2 separate regions of the Mus musculus genome follow, and region 1 is linked to region 2. A link is a contact called in public HiChIP or PLAC-seq data. All regions are on one chromosome and are shown on one strand. Each heading gives the region's core, a stretch centred on a gene start, on an enhancer-like site or on the middle of the called end of the contact. The rest is flanking DNA. Distances are from core to core; before and after follow the strand shown. Region 1 has its middle 24 kb from the start of Depdc1b. Region 2 overlaps Ercc8 (excision repaiross-complementing rodent repair deficiency, complementation group 8).

Evidence for each region. HiChIP or PLAC-seq counts read pairs in DNA pulled down with a chosen protein or histone mark.
Region 1: an H3K27ac HiChIP or PLAC-seq map of the HPC-7 cell line shows a contact between it and region 2, with 5 times the contacts expected there. The contact joins two enhancer-like sites. A contact is called at or near these places in 1 of 15 datasets of contacts at CTCF or cohesin (the NIH/3T3 cell line), 3 of 484 Hi-C or Micro-C datasets (the G1E-ER4 cell line, embryonic stem cells and nephron progenitors) and 6 of 115 datasets of contacts at active chromatin or transcription factors (DN3 thymocytes, the HPC-7 cell line, bone marrow-derived macrophages and 2 more).

Annotation. Positions count from the first base shown.
Region 1 is chr13:108,289,666-108,295,564 of GRCm38.p6, reverse strand. No RefSeq gene overlaps it. Among named protein-coding and RNA genes, the nearest start is that of Depdc1b, 24 kb to the left of the region's middle. Within about 2 kb of position 2,179, at least 24 of the 459 cell types and tissues checked have an H3K27ac peak or open chromatin away from gene starts, as enhancers often do. A contact at or near this core is called in the HPC-7 cell line, where this site is marked.
Region 2 is chr13:108,177,319-108,183,259 of GRCm38.p6, reverse strand. Ercc8 (excision repaiross-complementing rodent repair deficiency, complementation group 8) reads right to left here. Exons shown (of 12, transcript NM_028042.4): 8 at 5,543-5,643; 9 at 4,564-4,688. Among named protein-coding and RNA genes, the nearest start is that of Ercc8, 22 kb to the right of the region's middle. Within about 2 kb of position 2,444, at least 9 of the 459 cell types and tissues checked have an H3K27ac peak or open chromatin away from gene starts, as enhancers often do. A contact at or near this core is called in the HPC-7 cell line, where this site is marked.

The sequences.
Region 1 (5,899 bases), core at 930-3,429, 110 kb before region 2:
TTAACAACAGAAAACAAAGCCCTTGGTTAATGCCTGGTTACTTCAGGTTATTGTGTTATTTTTTGTTTCTTAGGAAGGTCTGGCAAAGCAACCAGGCCTGGCCTCAAATGTTCTCTCCTGCCTCTACTCCCCAAGCTGTAGGGCCACAATATTTCACCAGCACAAGGAAGCTACCACTTTTATGTAGGATTCGGATCAAGGGAACTTCATGCCAATGGAAACTGGACTGGAGGGGATAGTTAGCTCTCTTTCTAGTCATGATCTCTCTGGGAAGATAAATAGCTCGATTTGGGTTTTGGGGGTGGAGTTGTAGCAAGAGTGAGTCCATTTTGAATTGGGGTGATCCCTAGTGGGCAAAGTACTTACTTGCTATGAAAGCCTAAGGAATCTGACCCCCCAACACCATGTAAAAGCTGGGCACTGGGATGTGTCCCTGAAGTCCTTGCACACACACATACACATACACACACCGCACATATACATATAAATACATGTGGATATATATATATATATATATATATATATATATATATATACATACATATGCATACACATAAACATACACACAGATACTGTGATGGTTTGAAGAGGCTTGGCCCATGAAGTGGCATTATTAGAAGGGTTGGTCTTGTTGGAGTAGGTGTGACCTTGTTAGAGGAAATGTGTCATTGTAGGCATGGGCTTTAAGACTCTCATCCTAGCTTCCTGGAAGCCAGTCTTCTCTTGTTTGCCTTCAGAACAAGATGTAGAACTCTCAGATCTTCCTACATCACTCCTGCCTGGTCACTGCCATGCTCCTGCCTTGATGATAATGAACTGAATCTCTTAACCTCTAAACCAGCCCCAACTAAATGTTGTCGTTTAAGAGTTGCCTTGGTCATGGTGTCTGTTCACAACAATAAAACCCTAAGACACATACACATAAATGAACATACCCACATACATATGCAAACACATAAATACATGCATATTCATACACACAGATGCACATACACACAAACATATATGCATACACATAAACATACATGCATATTGTACATACACACATACACATATGCATGCATACATGCACCGTGGCTGTACTTTGATTTCTAGCCTGGTCTCTTGGGGTCAAATGCAAGAACTTAGGATCCAAAACAATGGCCTCTTGTGAGTTTTACTTAATTAAAACCTGCTCCAAATTCTCCCATCCCTTAGCCATCACCAGTTATTGTTCTATTTACTCTGCAATTCCCTCAGATACGGATTATACAACATTTGTCTATTTGTGATTGGTTTATTTTATTGACTATGATGACCTCAGAATTCATCCCTATTGTGACATTATCAGAATTGTTCTTTTTGAAGGCTGAACAATATTGCATTGGTTTTACAATTTACTTACTCATCCACCTGTCAATGAGTCATTTTGGCTCTTCCTACTTTTTGTGAACAATGCTTCAGTGAACATGGCACGCAAATGTCTTTCAAGACCTGATTTTGAGGGAGTATGTAGCCCCAAGTGGAGTTGCTAGGCCATGTGAAGTTTTACTTTTGTTTAGTACCTCAGCATCTGTTGTTTTACTGGCTCATAACAACACAAGAGGTTCAGCTTCTAATAACCTGAGTTTGATCTCCAAGATTCGCATGGTAGAAACAGAAAACTCCCAGAAATTTTCCTTTGGCCTCCACACATGTGCTATAGCACAAGCATAGCACCACACATGTATACATACATACATACACACACACACAAACACATATACATACATACATACAAGCACACATACATATACATACACAAATATACATACATATACACATACATACATACTTACACACATACACACATATACATACATACATAGGAGATTGGTGTGGTGCTACTGTATTCAAATGCTGAGTTCTGTACTCCAAGATATCATTACCCCCACCACCCTATGGGGAGATCTTCAGGGAGGAGGGGATCCTATCATCTATCAGCTTTTGTTGTATAAATCTTGCCACCTAAGTTATCCGATTGGTTAATACCCGCAGCCTGGGCTGGGCAGAAGAAAGGGGCAGAGAAAGGTTCATGGGCCTGGGGGGTTGAGGAGGGACCCTGAGGAGAGGAAGAAGGAGAAGGTTACCATAGGATAGCATGGGTCGTGAGCACATAGCCATGAGAGCTGGCCTGCTGGAACAGAAGCAGCCCAAGTGGAACATAAGGCAAGTAATGTCTCAGGATTTTTGACGGGGGAGTAGACAGAATAGAATAGAGGGCTGATGTCTACCCAGCTCTAGTGCTTTTAATGTGGAAACTATATGGTCTAGGTGGGGTAGAACCCCCATACACACAAATAATATTTACCACAACATAAATAAGTAAATATTAAATAGGTAGATATATATGCCTTTTTAAAAGTTAAAAGGAAGCTTATTTTTAAAAAAGGAAAAGGAAAGATTAAAAGGTGACAACTGTCTGGAGATGTATCTCAGTTGGCAGAGAACTTGCCTGGCATGCACAAAGCCCAGAGTTAGTCCCCAGCATCACACATATCCAGGCATGGAGGCACATTTCTGAAGACCAAGCTCTTGGGAGGTGGAGGCAGGAAGATTATAAGTTCAAAGTCACGTTCAGCTGTGTGACAGCCTCGAGGCCAGCCTGGCTACCTGTGAGGGGCAGCCTCTGTGCCACCATGCAAATGAGCTCTGAATCATTTGTGTCTGATTCAAAGACCTCAGAGATGTGGGACTCTGAAAATAATGTCCACCTCCTTGCCAAGGCTAAGTGTAGTTTTGCATACGTAACATCAAATATGGATCTATTGAAGGACGGAATTAAACTCATTTAGCTTAGAGCTCTTCCCTCCACTGATTGTCTAGGCTGGAATCAAGCGACACTTCGACACTTTGTTCAATGAAATAGAGTCGGCGTTCTAGTGATCTGAGAAGAAGTTATTTCATAGGCAAATAAAAGCCGCAGAAGGCACAAGCAAGGGAACAGAAAACAGACTGGCCAGTTTGGGGGTTGTACTTGAGAGTCAGGGAGCCAGAACTGCTTGCATAGTCTGTCAGGCACAGAACCGCTTGCTTAATCTTCTCGTTTCTGTGATAAAACACTCCCACAAGAGTAACTTCCAGGAGAAAGGGCTTGTTCATAGTCCAAGGGTTCAGTCCATCAGGACAGAGACATCAGGGCAGCAGGAGCTTGAAGCAGATGGTCACATCACATGCATAGCCAGGAGACAGTGAGATAACGCTGGCATTTAACTCCATTTCTCCATCATTTTACACCCAGGATGCCCTGCCCAGGAAATCATCTGACCCACAGGAAAGGAGGATCTTCCTAGGATGGAGAGACGGCTCCTCAGTTAAGAGCACTGGTTGCTTTTCTGAAAAACCCAGGTTTGACTCCCTGCACACTTGCCTGGCCATCTCTAATCCCATTCACCAGGGATCCAACACTTCCAGTCTCTGGAGGGACCAGGTACACACATGGAACCCATACATACACTGTGGTAACACTTACAAACGTGAGACAAAAATAAAAGATTAAGAAACAAAACTTGATCTCAAATCATGGCCTCTTGCATTCATATGTGTGTGTGTATGTGTGTGCGTGTGCACTTGGGTGCACATACACGCACTCAAGTGCACGTGCACATGCGTACGCTGGTGTCCTCAGAGGACAGATCCCCTAAAGCTGGAGTGATAGGAGATTATGAGTCCAACATGGTTATGGTGCTGGAAATTGAACTCTGGTCCTCTGAAAGAGCAGGAAGCCATCTCTCCGAGCCTCTTGTGACACTTAAGAATTCCTTGCTCATATACCTCAAGGAATTGACCTTTCTCTACTTCTATAGTCTACTTTCCTTTCTGACCTTGGGAGCTTCTTTTATGTGCTCATCCTTTGTGGGCTCAGAGTCCCAGAGGACTCAGCAGCTCCTTTCTACATTTGGGGCCGACCTAAGCCCAGATCCCAGGAGATACAATTAGCTCTGTGCTCCCCCCAGTCCATGTGTCAAAGGTTTGATTCCCTGGTAGCAGTATTAGGAGGTACAGTGGACTTTTCAACGTCCATAGGTCATTTTGGATATGCCTTTGATGAGGATTGTGGGGACCCAGTCTCTTCCGGATTCCTGGCTTGAACCTTAAGTAGTTTCTCTGCCATGCATTTGTGCTTTGGCCTGCTGTCCTTACCAGAATGCCAAAGTGGAGAACACCTCATCTTGGCCTGGAACATCCGGAGCCATGAGCCAAAATAATGCTTTCTCTTTGCAAGTTAATTGCCTCAGACATTCTGTCATGACTTCACTGGGTGACTGACGAGTCTACCAGGTCCTTTTATCTCTGCCTGGCTAAATGCCCTGTACTTATGGTAATGCCACCTTTCCAAAGAGACTAGTGGGGCACAGGGAATGGTGAGCTGTGCTTGTAGAACCTCAGGCATCTCTCAGCATCCTTAGATGCTGCTCTTTATCTGCCCACACAGGGATAGGCTGCCCGGGGAAAGACTGAAAAGGATGTAGGCTGTTTCTCCAGACATCATGCAGAGAGCTAGAGACTCAATCCTTAAATGGGATGTCGCTATCAAATCCCTCCCGCTCAGAGCGAGGGAACCCACTGGAAGAAGAGGCAGAAAGAGTGTGAGAGCCAGAGGGCATGGAGGACACCAAGAAAACAAGGCCTTCTAAATCAACTTGAGCAAAGCTCCTATGAACTCAGAGAGACTGAGGCAGCATGGTCAGCGTCCACGGAGCGGGGGGTGGGGTGTGGTGGGCGGGGCAGGGCAGGGCAGGGCAGGGCGGGGCGGGGCGGGGATCTGCACTGAGTGCTTCTGTATGGCTTCCAGTTTAATGTTTTTATGGGATTGCCCAGTGTATGAACAAGCAGGTCTCTGATTCTCGTTCCTGCTCTTGGGCTCTTTTCCTTCTGTTGGTTTGTCTTATCCAACTTGGATGTGATGGGTTTTGTATTATCTCATTATGTTTTATTTTGTTAAATTAAAAAAAAAATGACTGAATGGGTGCAAACCTAGCCACTTGAGGGTAAGGGTTAACAATCAAACTGACATTTATGTGGGTTGAGAAAGGGGAAGTCAGTTTTCTACAATGGAGTGACACTGGTTATATCAACCACTCCGGGGCAGATCTCATGTTCAGAAAAAGCAGACCAACAAATAATGGAACCTAAGGTTTTCAATATATGCTTTTATTTGGTTATAATTTGATGAGATTTTTTTTTCAGAGCGGGGAAGTGATGTTGTATTTTGTTTTCTAGGTGTTGGGCGTTTTGTTGTATTGATTTTGTGGATTATTTTTTAAGAAAGAATTTAAAGTTGGGTAGGTAGGGAAGAAGAGAGGATCCGGATGAACTTGGTGTGAGTAAATATAGTCAAAATTTATTTAGATTTAAAATTGTTCTAAGCCAGGCGTGGTGGCGCATGCCTTTAATCCCAGCACTCTGGAGGCAGAGGCAGGTGGATTTCTGAGTTCGAGGCCAGCCTGGTCTACTAAGTGAGTTCCAGGACAGCCAGGGCTATACAGAGAAACCCTGTCTCAAAAAAATAAAAAATAAAAAAATTAAAATAAAATAAAATTATTCTAAATGATACAAAAACTTTAAAAAGAAATATGTAAGCAAGTAAATAAAACACATAGATTTGCAAAAACACAGGAAATATTATTTCAAGTATAAAATGAGGCTATATCTCCGTGTATATTTTATAATAATGTGTCATAACAAAAATATAAAATAGGTGTTTCTTCAAAAAAAGGAAAGAAAAGGATGTAGTTTGTTTCTAATGAGAATATGCCATACATATGTCATAGTTGACGCTGGTAACATCACATTAGGTGATGTTAAGTGGTGGCCAATCGTTTGTGAGCCTCTCTCAACACTGTGGGCAAGTATGCTATTTTAGATTCATGATTACAAG
Region 2 (5,941 bases), core at 1,195-3,694:
CTTTCCTTTCCTTTCCTTTCCTTTCCTTTTTCCTTTTTCCTTTCCCTTTCCCTTTCCTTTCCTTCCTCCCTCCTTCCCTCCCTTTTCACCTTTTCTCAGGGTCTCATGTGTACGCATTACTGCATTTCCCACCTTTGGTTTGACTAAAACTTTAAGAAACATTCAATTCTGGTAAAGAGTAAGGAGAACATGTTATTGGTGTCATATTTTGGCTGTTTCTTCAAGAAGGGACAATGGCTGATTATAAAACAAACTAGGAAGGAAGCTGTCCCTTTGGTTGTTGCCCTGTTCCTAAGAATGTGCCGTGATACAACCCACACTGTAACCCGACCATCGCAGCCACTCAAGTGTGCAGGTGAACGCGATCAACACGGCTGCAGAGCCTTCACTTCTCTCAGAACTAACTCACTGAACAAGAAAGACATCCTCACTTCTTGGGGATTTACTTGAAGGAAACAATTAAGCATCAGAGAGTCCTATGCCCAGGGGACTCTCTGCATCGCAGCGGCAACCAACTCGTGTTAACTCGCAGGAGCTCGTGCCTCAGCCACCCTGTGCTAGCAGGTCCATTCAAAGCTGAACTTGGGCTCTGCAATCTAGGTGTTAGAGGTTCTCCCAGACTTAACCTCTAAACTTCATTCTTCTCATCTGCTAAGTGGAAATGATGCTATTTACCACAGTGTTATTGTAAAACTACAGGGGAAGTCCTGCACAGGATAGCATCTGGGAAATGAGGGGAGCCAGCTACATAAGATTCATTCATTCCACGTTAGGAAGAACACCCTTCCACTTCCACAGACAGCCAGGATGGATGGACCATGTAACTATGGGGAGGCATGGCTCCGGAAGCTAGAGAGGGCCTAAGTGGGGAAGGGCCTTAGGAGTGAGGGGAGAGCAGAACACACATGATATGAAATTAGGAGAGGATTACTGGTGGTTAAAATGAGAAGAGGGAAAGGAACAGGAGAGGAGGGAGCTGGGTTAAAGAACACAAAGGCTGTATGGAAAAGCCCTATGGAGACTAAACTTCTATTAAAGAAGTTTGAACATAGGTACCATGCATGGATAATGCCTCCCACAGAAAACACAGGTAAGTGAAAATCTTGCCAGACATGGGTTACTTCCTGTGATGGTTTATATATGCTTGGCACCATTAGAAGATGTAACCTTGTTGGATTAGGTGTGCCACTGTGGGTGTGGGCTTAAGACCCTTACCCTAGCTGCCTAGGAGTCAGTCTTCCACTAGCAGCCTTCAGATGAAGCTGTAGAACTCTCAGCTCTGCCTGCACCATGCCTGCCTGGATGCTGCCATGTTCCACCTTGATGATAATGGATTGAACCTCTGAACCTGTAAGCCTGCCTCAATTAAATGTTGTCCTTAGAAGGGTTATCTTGGTCATGGTGTCTGTTTACAGCAGTAAAACCCTCATACAGAAGTTGGTACCAGGGACTGGGGTATTGCTGTGATAGGCCTGACCATGCTTTTATTTAGAGGAATGTAGATTTTGGAACTTTGGATTTGGAAAGCAGGGGAATGCTTTAAATTGGGCGGGCTTAATGGGCTATCCTAGTAGGAATATGGAAGACTTTGTTACTGAGAGTGATTTGAATTGTATGGACCTGGCCGAAGAAGTTTCACTGGAGAATTTCAATATGAGGCCTAAAAACTGTTTTTGTGGTGTTTTGGTGAAGAATGTGGCTACTTTTTGCCTTTGTCTGAAAAGTCTGCCAAGGTGAAGAGACTCAGATTAACTGCACTGACAAAGGAAGTCTCAGAAACACCAAGCATAGAGTGTGTTCTCTGGTTAAATCTCATGAAGAATGTTTTGAATAAGCATAGCAAGTTTAGAAAGCAAAGACATAAAATATATGGTTCCAGTATTAAAGGGGCACCAGGAAGTGAAATAGAACTGAATCCTATGTTCTAGGAGATAACAGATTAAGGAACTTTGTGGCAAGATCCTACCCAACTAAATTTAGATCCAGGCATGGTGGTACATACCTTTAGTCCCAAGAGATAAAGCCAAGCAGATCTCTGAGCTCAAGGCCAGCCTGGGACAGAGCAAGTTATACATAAAAAGCTTAAATCAAGTGTGGTGGGACACACTTTTAATACCAGGAGACAGGTATGTAGTTGTCTGAGTACAAGATCAATCTACAGAGCAAGATCCAGGCGAGCTAAGCTTAGGTAGGGAAGGAGTCGGAAAAGAGGAAGCTAGTGGCAATGTATTAGGACAAGGGAAAGAGGCAGAACTGCCAGACAGCCAGAGTGCAGACAACAGGCGAAGGCATTCAGTTAGAACAATAGGAAAGGTTGGAATTATAAGTGGAAGACTTCCACTGGGAGGAGCCATAACAGGATAGAGTAACTAATCAGAGGTGAGCCTCGCAGTGACACTGGAATACACAGGAAAAAGAAACCACGGAGAAATTAACAGCTCTGTGGTACTAATGAACAAAGATCAGAGGCTCAGTTCCCTGACACATCCACCACAATATGACAGATAAGGCCAGTAACTGAACAGCACCAATACCTACTTTGAATTCTTTTTGTTATTGTTGCTGTTGCCAAACCTGTCTCCTTGTGAACTTTCCCTGCAGGAATTTGCTCCAACTTTAAGGCACGGTCTCCAAGTTTTAGTCTACAAACCACGGGGAGATTGTGTCACGAATCATTAAGGATCTGTTAATGTTTGTGTGAGGAGGAAACTTTTAAAAAATTCTATTTCTATGTATTGTTATTTAAAAGGTAAATTATTAAGCTTTAAAAAGATTAGTATGTAGACACAATGTTTGTATGTAATTATAATTAAAGAAATATTGGAAATTTGTACCTATACATATTTTCATAAGGCAAAAACTCTGCCCTCTATTTGGTATCTCAGTATTACTTTTTAAACTTTGTAATTCTTTTTTAGGCAGACAATATCCATGATTTACAAAATCATGACAGTAAAACTGAAAAGAATATTAAGTAAATCACCCAATACCCGAAACATTACTAAATGGCGGGAGTAGAATTTGGTTTCTGATTTGACAAGACCTTTACAAATATAAAGGCAGGGTTTCTCCTCAGAGTTTACTTTTCTGGGATCGATTTCTCATGCCTCTTCAAGTATTCTGGGATCGATTTCTCACGCCTCTTCAAGTGTCATTTCTCAGTTAGCACTGCTCTCTTTTTATGAATAACTTACTTTGAGAATGTCTATTAAAAATTCTGTGATCCATTCTAAACTTATATTCTTAATAGCAAACCCCTAAGGCAGGAGTACCATCTTTATAGAGGCAAAAACAGAATAAGCCTTCTTAACCATGGACACATGTCCAGTGCCGTCTGTGTTCGTCACATTAAGCGTGGACACAGTGTGACCTGCCACTTCTCTACTGAAAGACCTCTCCTAGGCCTCACCCGGGCCTCCAAGGCTCAGCTCGCTGGCAGCCTGTACTTCCTGTTACTGTTTGTGGATTTCAGCGTGAGAGTTCCCCGCTGTCCCCACAGGACCCATGATGCTGCCATAGTCTTTGAGTGCTTTTTCCTTCCTTTCCCTAGATTAAGTCGCTGGTGGCTCAACTCTTCTTTTCTTCTGGGTCAATCAAGCCTTTCATGACTGCCCTATGAGACCCAGGTACTAACTTCCTAGTAGCTTCTCTTTTACTGAGTTTTTCCTGAGATAGGGTCTTGTTAGGTAGCCTGGGCTGGCTCTGAACTCTCTAGGTAGTCCAGTCTTGCCCCTGAGACCCACCTGAGTGTAGACACACAGCAGGCTCTTCCTTTCTCCACAGTTTCACTTTATGCTCATCTACTGACTGATCTTTTTTTTAAACTCCTTCCTAGAATGGAAGCTTCCTAAGATAAAACAGGTTTTTCTATGCTTTGTCTATTGCTGTATGATTATTGCTTGGCAAATAAGTAAAAGCTGGATACATACTTATTAAAAGAAGATAAGGAGAAAGGAGAAGTCTGATTTAGGACATGATATAACACAAGGAAGAGAAGAGTCTAAAGTATGAAGCCAACACCCGCAGATCTACCCTGAGAGACAGAAAACCACTCCACATTGATTATGGGAGGCTGGGGAGTGCAGCTTGGTGGCAGAGTGCTTGCCTGGCAGGCACAAGCCTCTGGGTCTGAGGTCATCATCACAGACACAAGCGACTCCATACAGCATAGAAATACTAGTATTTATGTAAGTAATCAGAGTGACCCTCTCAAGAATTTTAGAGAAAATGAATAGCTAGAATGAATGGGTAAAAAAGGGATGTGATTAGCTGTACAATTTGACTGTTGGTAACTCATCCGGATTAGAAGTTTTCAATGTTTTAATTAGAAGCATGAGGTACAAACACTTGCACTTCACCAGTGCTGCAGTAGGAGTGGAGCATGGCAGGCGTGCCAGGAGGGGTGGCTTGCCTTGACTTGAGAATATGTCGTTCACATCTAAAGCATCTTTCTAAACTATGTTAAGAGCTGTGATTCAAAGGCAAGAAATGAAGTCACATCCATAGCAAAGTAGAAAGTGTACATCACAATCACCCACTGAAAGGCCCTCTGAAGTCCCTTACCAGGGTGTTGTCCCCGCTGGAGCTATTCCAGAGGCGCATTCGGTTGTCTGTGCCAATGGTGAGCAGGTGAAGGCCGTCACTTGTAAAACATAAGCCGTTAACTTTCCCATTGTGAGCAGTGTTTGCTGCAATGAAAACACATTTGGCTTATGTTTTTCTGTATTAAGCATATATCTAAACACATTAAAGAATAACTAGTGAGTTACTTTAACTATAATTTGAACACCCTTAAATTAACCAACCTTTACATTATGTGAACACAGTAAGCGGCATTCAAAGAACCATGAATACAAAGGAAAAGGAAAGGCAAAGAAACTTGCTAAGTATAATTTTTTCCAGTAAGTAAATGGTATTAAATTAAATTAACTGTACAGTTCAATATCAGAACTTTAAACACCTTTGACCCTTCTATATAGTTCCCTCCAAACTCGAAATCATTTGTCATATTAAACATCTGTAATTGCGGTGCCGGCCTGGACTCCCATCCCTAGGAAAGCAGAGGGAACTTCCCGCTGTACCCTGACACACTTCTAGTCCAGATGAAGTGCGTGCTACCACCCAGGAATTAAATCCCCCAGAAACACAGCCGAGCTGCAATGTCACATGGACTGCACCTAACTTCCACTCATCACAACTTGCAGTTTTTATGGTGACAAAACATCATTATTTCTTTAATCTATTGTAACTTTCTGTGTAATATAGGATTTGCATAGTTGGCTTTAAAGGAAAAATATTTGCAAACCAAGTTACACAGAAGTTACGTTTGCAACTCTGGAGGAAAAAGCAATCCCCAGTTATTTGTATCTTGGGAGAAAGAAAACCATAATTAAATTTGATTCACAAACTGATTTCTGGTAAATGCCATTTACAAAAATCAGTTTTTAATTTGTCAATATGCATATTTATTATTTGATTTCAATGAAAAGAAAGCCCACCATAAGAAGCACTACTGTATTTCTCTTCCTATGGTCCTCATTACCTGATTCAGCAGCTTGTGACTTTTTCCCATTATGCTGGTCAAGAGTAAGCAAGCATCCTGACGCTCTTCTCACATCCCATAATTTTACTCTACTGTCAGCACTGAGGGAAAGCAGAAGTCGTATATTGACATACATAGCTACGATAATAATTCCACTCTTTACTTTGCCAACTTGACCACCGTGGATTCACTCTATTAGCACAAATATATTCCTACAGTTGTACTGGATTATTTTCAACAAATATTCAACACTGGCCACTCACCAATACAGAAAATATCAAAACAGTAGCAAAGAGAGGTAATCTTTCTTATCAGACTCAAGGACAAAGTTCTGCTTTTCTCCAGGGTCTTATCCCGCTACTTATGGCACACTTTCTCTTATTTCTCAATTGCCATCTA